2 separate regions of the Zea mays genome follow, and region 1 is linked to region 2. A link is a contact called in public Hi-C data. All regions are on one chromosome and are shown on one strand. Each heading gives the region's core, a stretch centred on a gene start, on an enhancer-like site or on the middle of the called end of the contact. The rest is flanking DNA. Distances are from core to core; before and after follow the strand shown.

The links. Hi-C and Micro-C count contacts between places; a contact is called where the count stands out from the background.
Region 1: a contact with region 2 is called in a Hi-C map of leaf, with 6 times the contacts expected there. The contact joins the promoter of LOC100273833 here to the promoter of LOC103626584 in region 2. A contact is called at or near these places in 9 of 25 Hi-C or Micro-C datasets (bundle sheath, ear, leaf and 1 more).

The regions. Positions count from the first base shown.
Region 1 is chr5:78,186,605-78,189,305 of Zm-B73-REFERENCE-NAM-5.0, forward strand. LOC100273833 (Phosphatidylinositol/phosphatidylcholine transfer protein SFH8) reads left to right here and starts at 1,413. Exons shown (of 15, transcript NM_001360463.1): 1 at 1,413-1,628; 2 at 1,758-1,869. The coding sequence starts at 1,836. LOC103626588 reads right to left here and starts at 717. Exons shown (of 6, transcript XM_020537684.2): 1 at 620-717.
Region 2 is chr5:77,976,625-77,979,343 of Zm-B73-REFERENCE-NAM-5.0, forward strand. LOC103626584 (cyclin-T1-1) reads right to left here and starts at 1,282. Exons shown (of 6, transcript XM_008646994.4): 1 at 796-1,282. The coding sequence starts at 986.

The sequences.
Region 1 (2,701 bases), core at 163-2,662, 210 kb after region 2:
CAAGTTTGATGTTTTCTCTAGAAGGAACAAATGGTTTTGTACTTAAGGAAATATGGTTCCAGAGCCAGTAGAAGTATCTATGTCAGTTGTTTACTAACTTCACCGTTGGAATTATGGTATACTGGTTCACATTGGTGTGTTTGGTTGCACGCGGAGGTAGTATATTCTCATGTCAATGTTTTTTATTAGGAATCAATGCAAATAACAGTTCCAACAAAAGGTTATATTGGTATGCCATTTTGTTTCATTTCCTAATCCTGATGGGGTGTAGTCAATGCATGCTGAAGGACCCAAAAATACTTCTACTCGACGAGGCAACAAGTGCTCTGGATGCTGAAGGAGAGCACATTGTTCAAGATGCACTGAACCAAGTGATGGTTAGCAGGACCACCATTGTTGTGGCACACCGACTGTCCACGTTTAAAGGGACAGATATGATCGTAGTCATGAATATTGTCCTGGAGATATCAAACCCTATGTTTCAATCAGTTCACTCGGGTTCACAGGCTCGTTGGAGATCATCCGGGTCCACCCGACACGGTCCTTCTCGAGATCGACGGTGGCATATATCTTGGTGGTGACAGGAAAGCGAGAAGGTGAAGGGGAGACCGGGGAGTACCTTACGGATGAACTTGGGGGCGCCGCCAGTGGCGCGGTGCGGGTTGGAGAGCGACTCGGCCTCGAAGATGGTGGCGTGGAGCGTGCCGTGGAGCAAGATCTGAGTCGAGGAGGCGGCGACTCACCTCCTTGGAGTAGGGACAGCGTCAAAGGGATTCATAGGGACCTGCGACTCACCTCGATGGCGCGCGGCGCGGGATCGACGTCGGCGGCCGGGATTCGTAGGGACGGCGCGTGCGGATCGCGAGCGGCAGATTGTTGACGCACGCGGATCCACCACGGCATGCCGTCGCCAAGGGAGGGGAGGGGAGCGGGGGCCTGGTATGGTCTACACCCGAGAGGTTCGGGCAGGGGGATTCGCCGCGGGTGGGAGGGAATCGCGGCGGGGGGACGGTCGTGCGCGTGATTTGCCGCGGGCAGGAGGGGAATCGCGGCGGGGGCGTTCGTGCGCGGGATTCGCGGCATGCGTTGGCTGCTGAGGCGGGGGCAGTCTACACTGTCCCCTTAATAGTATATAAAAATATATATATCAAAATTATACGAACCTATTAATTAACTAAAATAAATTTTAATTTGGAAGTTAGGAGCTTATAAATAGAGTTTTTATTTTCTCCTATCCATCCTGAGCGGCAGCCGGCGAAGTAGAGTCCCGATTCTGCTGAAACCCAGGGGCTAGAACGTAAACGAGCCGGACGCATCCATAAAGATATCCCGCACCGAATTTCCCCCAATTTCCGGAGGAGGACGCTGCCGGCTGCCCCACCCCGTCCCCTACCTTCGTAGTTCCTCCCTCTTTTTCTCTCTCTCTCCTTCATCAGCTTCGCCCTCCACCTCCATCCTCTTCTTTACTTTAAAGTTACTCCCACTAGCCCCAGCCCCCGCGCCGTCCCATCACCCCCAATCCCAGCCTTCTCCTCCTCGACGACACCACACGCCCCCAAAAAATCCCCCTTCGCCTCGGATTCCCACGCGGCCCTCGAGTCGCCGGCGCCCGCCGACGCCACAGCGAGGTACGAAGCGCGGGCAGATGGGAATCTCAGGCGCGCCGCCGAACCCCGCCCCGCTCTGCTGCCCTTATTTGTTCGATCCTCTTCGGAGTGGGCGATTCTAGGGTTTCTGACGGGCGCGAATGAATGCAGGTGGTTCCGTTCAAGGCTTGGGAGGCGGAAGTAGGGAGCGGGAGGATCCGTTCGCGTCCAGCGCCCGTTGACGCGCCCATGTCGGGCCACCTCGATCGCTTCGCGCGGCCATGTGAGTTCCGAGGCTCCTCCCCTCAACGTGGCCTTTTCCTCCTTAGATTTCTCTCGCGGCCGCATAGGCCCATACGCGTAGGGCGACCGCAATCTCTTGCGGCGTTGATTTTCCATAATCCGACTAGCTGATTGCCCCCCTAATCCCCCAACACCGGCGGCGCAGTCTACCTGGTTTTCCGTGATCCGGCTAGCTGATTATGAGGCATCGGCGAGCTCGCTAGCTAATCATGAGGCATCGGCGAGCTCGCCGGGTTAATTCGCCCTGGTCCTTTTTTGCGGCTCTCACGCGGCGTGTCTGTCTCGCCATGCGCTTTGACCGGTTCAGTGCTGCGTCGTATAGGTCTCGTCGGAGTTTCTTCGACCAGATAGATGGGCGCGTAGCTTCCTACGAAGGAGGGTGGCTGAGCCGGATTTGTCGGTTTCACAATAAACTTCGGGCCTTTGTATTCGTATTGGATTTGTCCCCAGGCAAGTTGTCAACCGTTAAGGTCTCAAACTGATTTCACCATTGGACAGCGCCTTGTTGTCTTGAGCCTTGACCTGTTCAATAGTGGCAAGCTCTGAACCAGTGCAAATCTAAACACCACATATTTCAAAACATGTATGTGCTTCCTTCTGAAACTTGCATACAAGTCGGAATACCTGGAGGCCGGAGTGTTACTGCTAACAGTAAAGTTGTAAACACAGAACCATTTAGTCAGGAACCTTGGCTGGATTCACTGCTAGAAATAATCACTTCGTTGGGAAGTTGTTGTGGCCTGTCACTTCACTTGCTAGCATGATGAGCTTCAGAGGAGCTGAAGGTTGTATATTCAGTTTCTAGAGCTGTA
Region 2 (2,719 bases), core at 32-2,531:
GCCCAAACCCGGCACGCCCAGGGAAAAATCGTGTCGGGCCGGCCCGTTGACCCGGTGGGCCTCAACGGACCGGGCCGGGCCGGGCACTGGCCCGAACCAACAGTAGAGCGGTATATAAATACATATATTTAACAGAATTAATCATATATAATAACATATTATTTACATATATTAAGACAACAAAATATTTATGTATGCATTTTATATTTATGTATACATTTTATATATGTTTTGTCGCGTATTTAGTATTTACATATTATGAGAGAATTAAATGTATTTATATATTTAGTATTTACATAAATATGCGGGCCGTCTTCGGGCCGACTCATTTATCGGGTCGGGCCGGGCCAAAGCACGCGGGCCACCAAATCTGTCCATACCCGGCCCGCTAAACGGGTCGTGCCGGGCCGTGTTTGGACCGGGCTAAATTCGTGTCGTGCCACGGGCCAAACGGGCAGCCCGCACTGTTTGGACATCTATAATCTCATCTAAACTACCACACCACTACAAGTAGCAGATTGAAATCAACCAGAGACGAAACCGCGATCAACGGCAATACAATGAGGCTGTCGTTGGCATAATTATGGAGTATCTCATCTAAACTACCATACCACTACAAGTAGCAAATTGAAATCAACCAGAGACGAAACCGCGATCGAGGGCAATGCAATGAGGCTGTTGTTGGCATAATTATGGAGTATCTCATCTAAACCACCATAACACCACAAGTAGCAGATTGAAATCAACCAGAGACGAAACCGCGGGGGAGAGAGGAGAGCTCAATCGATCACTCACAGTCGGAGTCTGATGCACACGTCGCGGATGAAGGAGCAGTAGGTGGCCCGGAGCTCGGCCTCCTTGGCCGCGCTGACGCCGTCCCGCCGCGACGGCGAGCCGCTCTCGATCTCCTCCCGGCTCACGTACCACGACGGGCACCGCTCGCCGCAGCGCCCCTCCCCGTCCTCCTCTCCCCGCGCGGCGCCCATCGCGGACGATCGCCACCGCACCGCACAAACGGCGTGAAGAAAGACCGGAAGGCCAGACCTTGGCCTAGGGGAAAAGAGAATCGGAGTCTCGTCGAGGGTTGGCGGCGGGTGACGCACCGAAAGCTTGAGGGCCAAGCAAGAGGGGCTCGGCTCTCGGGGTCGGGGGTGTTGGTTGGCGGCAAGGGCAAGGCAACAGAGGGACGCGCCGAAGCGGAACCGGATGGGATGGGGCTCTCGTTCGTCGTCTCGTCCGGGTGGGCTAACGAACGGAACGTCTAGAGAGGCGGCGGGGCGGAGGAGACCTGACTTGGCGGCTGCGCCACGCGGAGAGAGAGTCGCGGACTCGCGGACGCGTAGCGTACGGCTCGGGATGCCGGTGCGGTTCGTTGGAGGTTCGCCTCCACAGCGGCACGTGCGTGTATACTGTCTATGGCGCGTGGGCCCAGCTTGGGGACGGACGGATACCACCCGATGCCATGTTGGATTGGATTTTTGGGGGGAACATATGCATCTGGTTGTTGCGGGCTTGCGGCAGGCACGCGTTTTAGTTGGCGGACCTCACGGAGGCAGCTCGACGTGCCAGGCGTCGCGATTTTTGCGGATACAGTTTAGCGGATAAGAGAAACTCCAAAATATTGTGTAAACCAATCCAAAACCGATATCAGTAAAGAATAGTGATTTTCTTGTTCCAACTGCTCTTCTATTCTTCAAAAAAAACTAGTCAAATGCCCGTGCTTCGCTACGGTTTTCTGAACAAAATAAATTGTCACGGTTCACGGATACAATTAGGATAAAGCACTGTATAATTAGTACAAACCAGAATGGATTAAAACTAAACAAATAGGTTATGATGTCTCCAAAAAGACCGGAGTCTTGACGTCCCGTCTTGTATGAGAAGTCATAATTACGCGCGTGTACCATGCATCATGGATTTGAACCAGGAAGCAATAACAAAATATTCACAAGTCTCGAGCAATATATAACCTAAGAGTTTATTGTGAAATATTTGTGCAGGTTCTGATAGCTCTAATCAGTACAGTCTCATTAGATTGTACAGTATAAATACATCAGCTGTACCACACTGATACACTGCAGCTAAGCCTTGCTCAACCTGGCTAGAAGACAGATTGCTTACATCTTACTAAAGGCATCGACCTAGGTGCCTATGATCAAACTGGAACTTCAACTAATCCTAACGGCAGGCCCTCCTCCTTCCCTGTACTCCCATGGAAATAATCAACAGTGCCCCTGACCAAGGACCGAATTTTCTTTTCTTCCTCTTGCAACAAAGAAACATCAATTTGGCACTGCTCTGCAAAATGCTTCAACTTGCGGTGAAACCCACTGTGTTCATCCAGACTTCTCATGCTCGTGTTAAGGAATTCTTTGGTTTTGACAATCTTGTGGCCAAGAGTTGTTGTCTTAAAAAAACCAATGTCCATGAATTCAAACAGGATTTTGGTATAGCTCTTCCTCAAAGTCGAACAGTAGCCAGGGCTAGGAGTCCGAGGCTTAAAGTGATGAATCGCAAAACATTTCTATTGCTTTCTAGAGCATAATGTATCCCTTGCTTTTCATCACAGAACAGTTAGAACACAACAACGTTGTGATGAGTGACAGACAAGGTGCACAACTACATGGACCAAAGATGCAAGCTTTACTGATAAATGAACTACTGAAAGGCTTCCACAATGTCTACAGGGCAAATGTACCAACATCAAGTTCATGTCCTA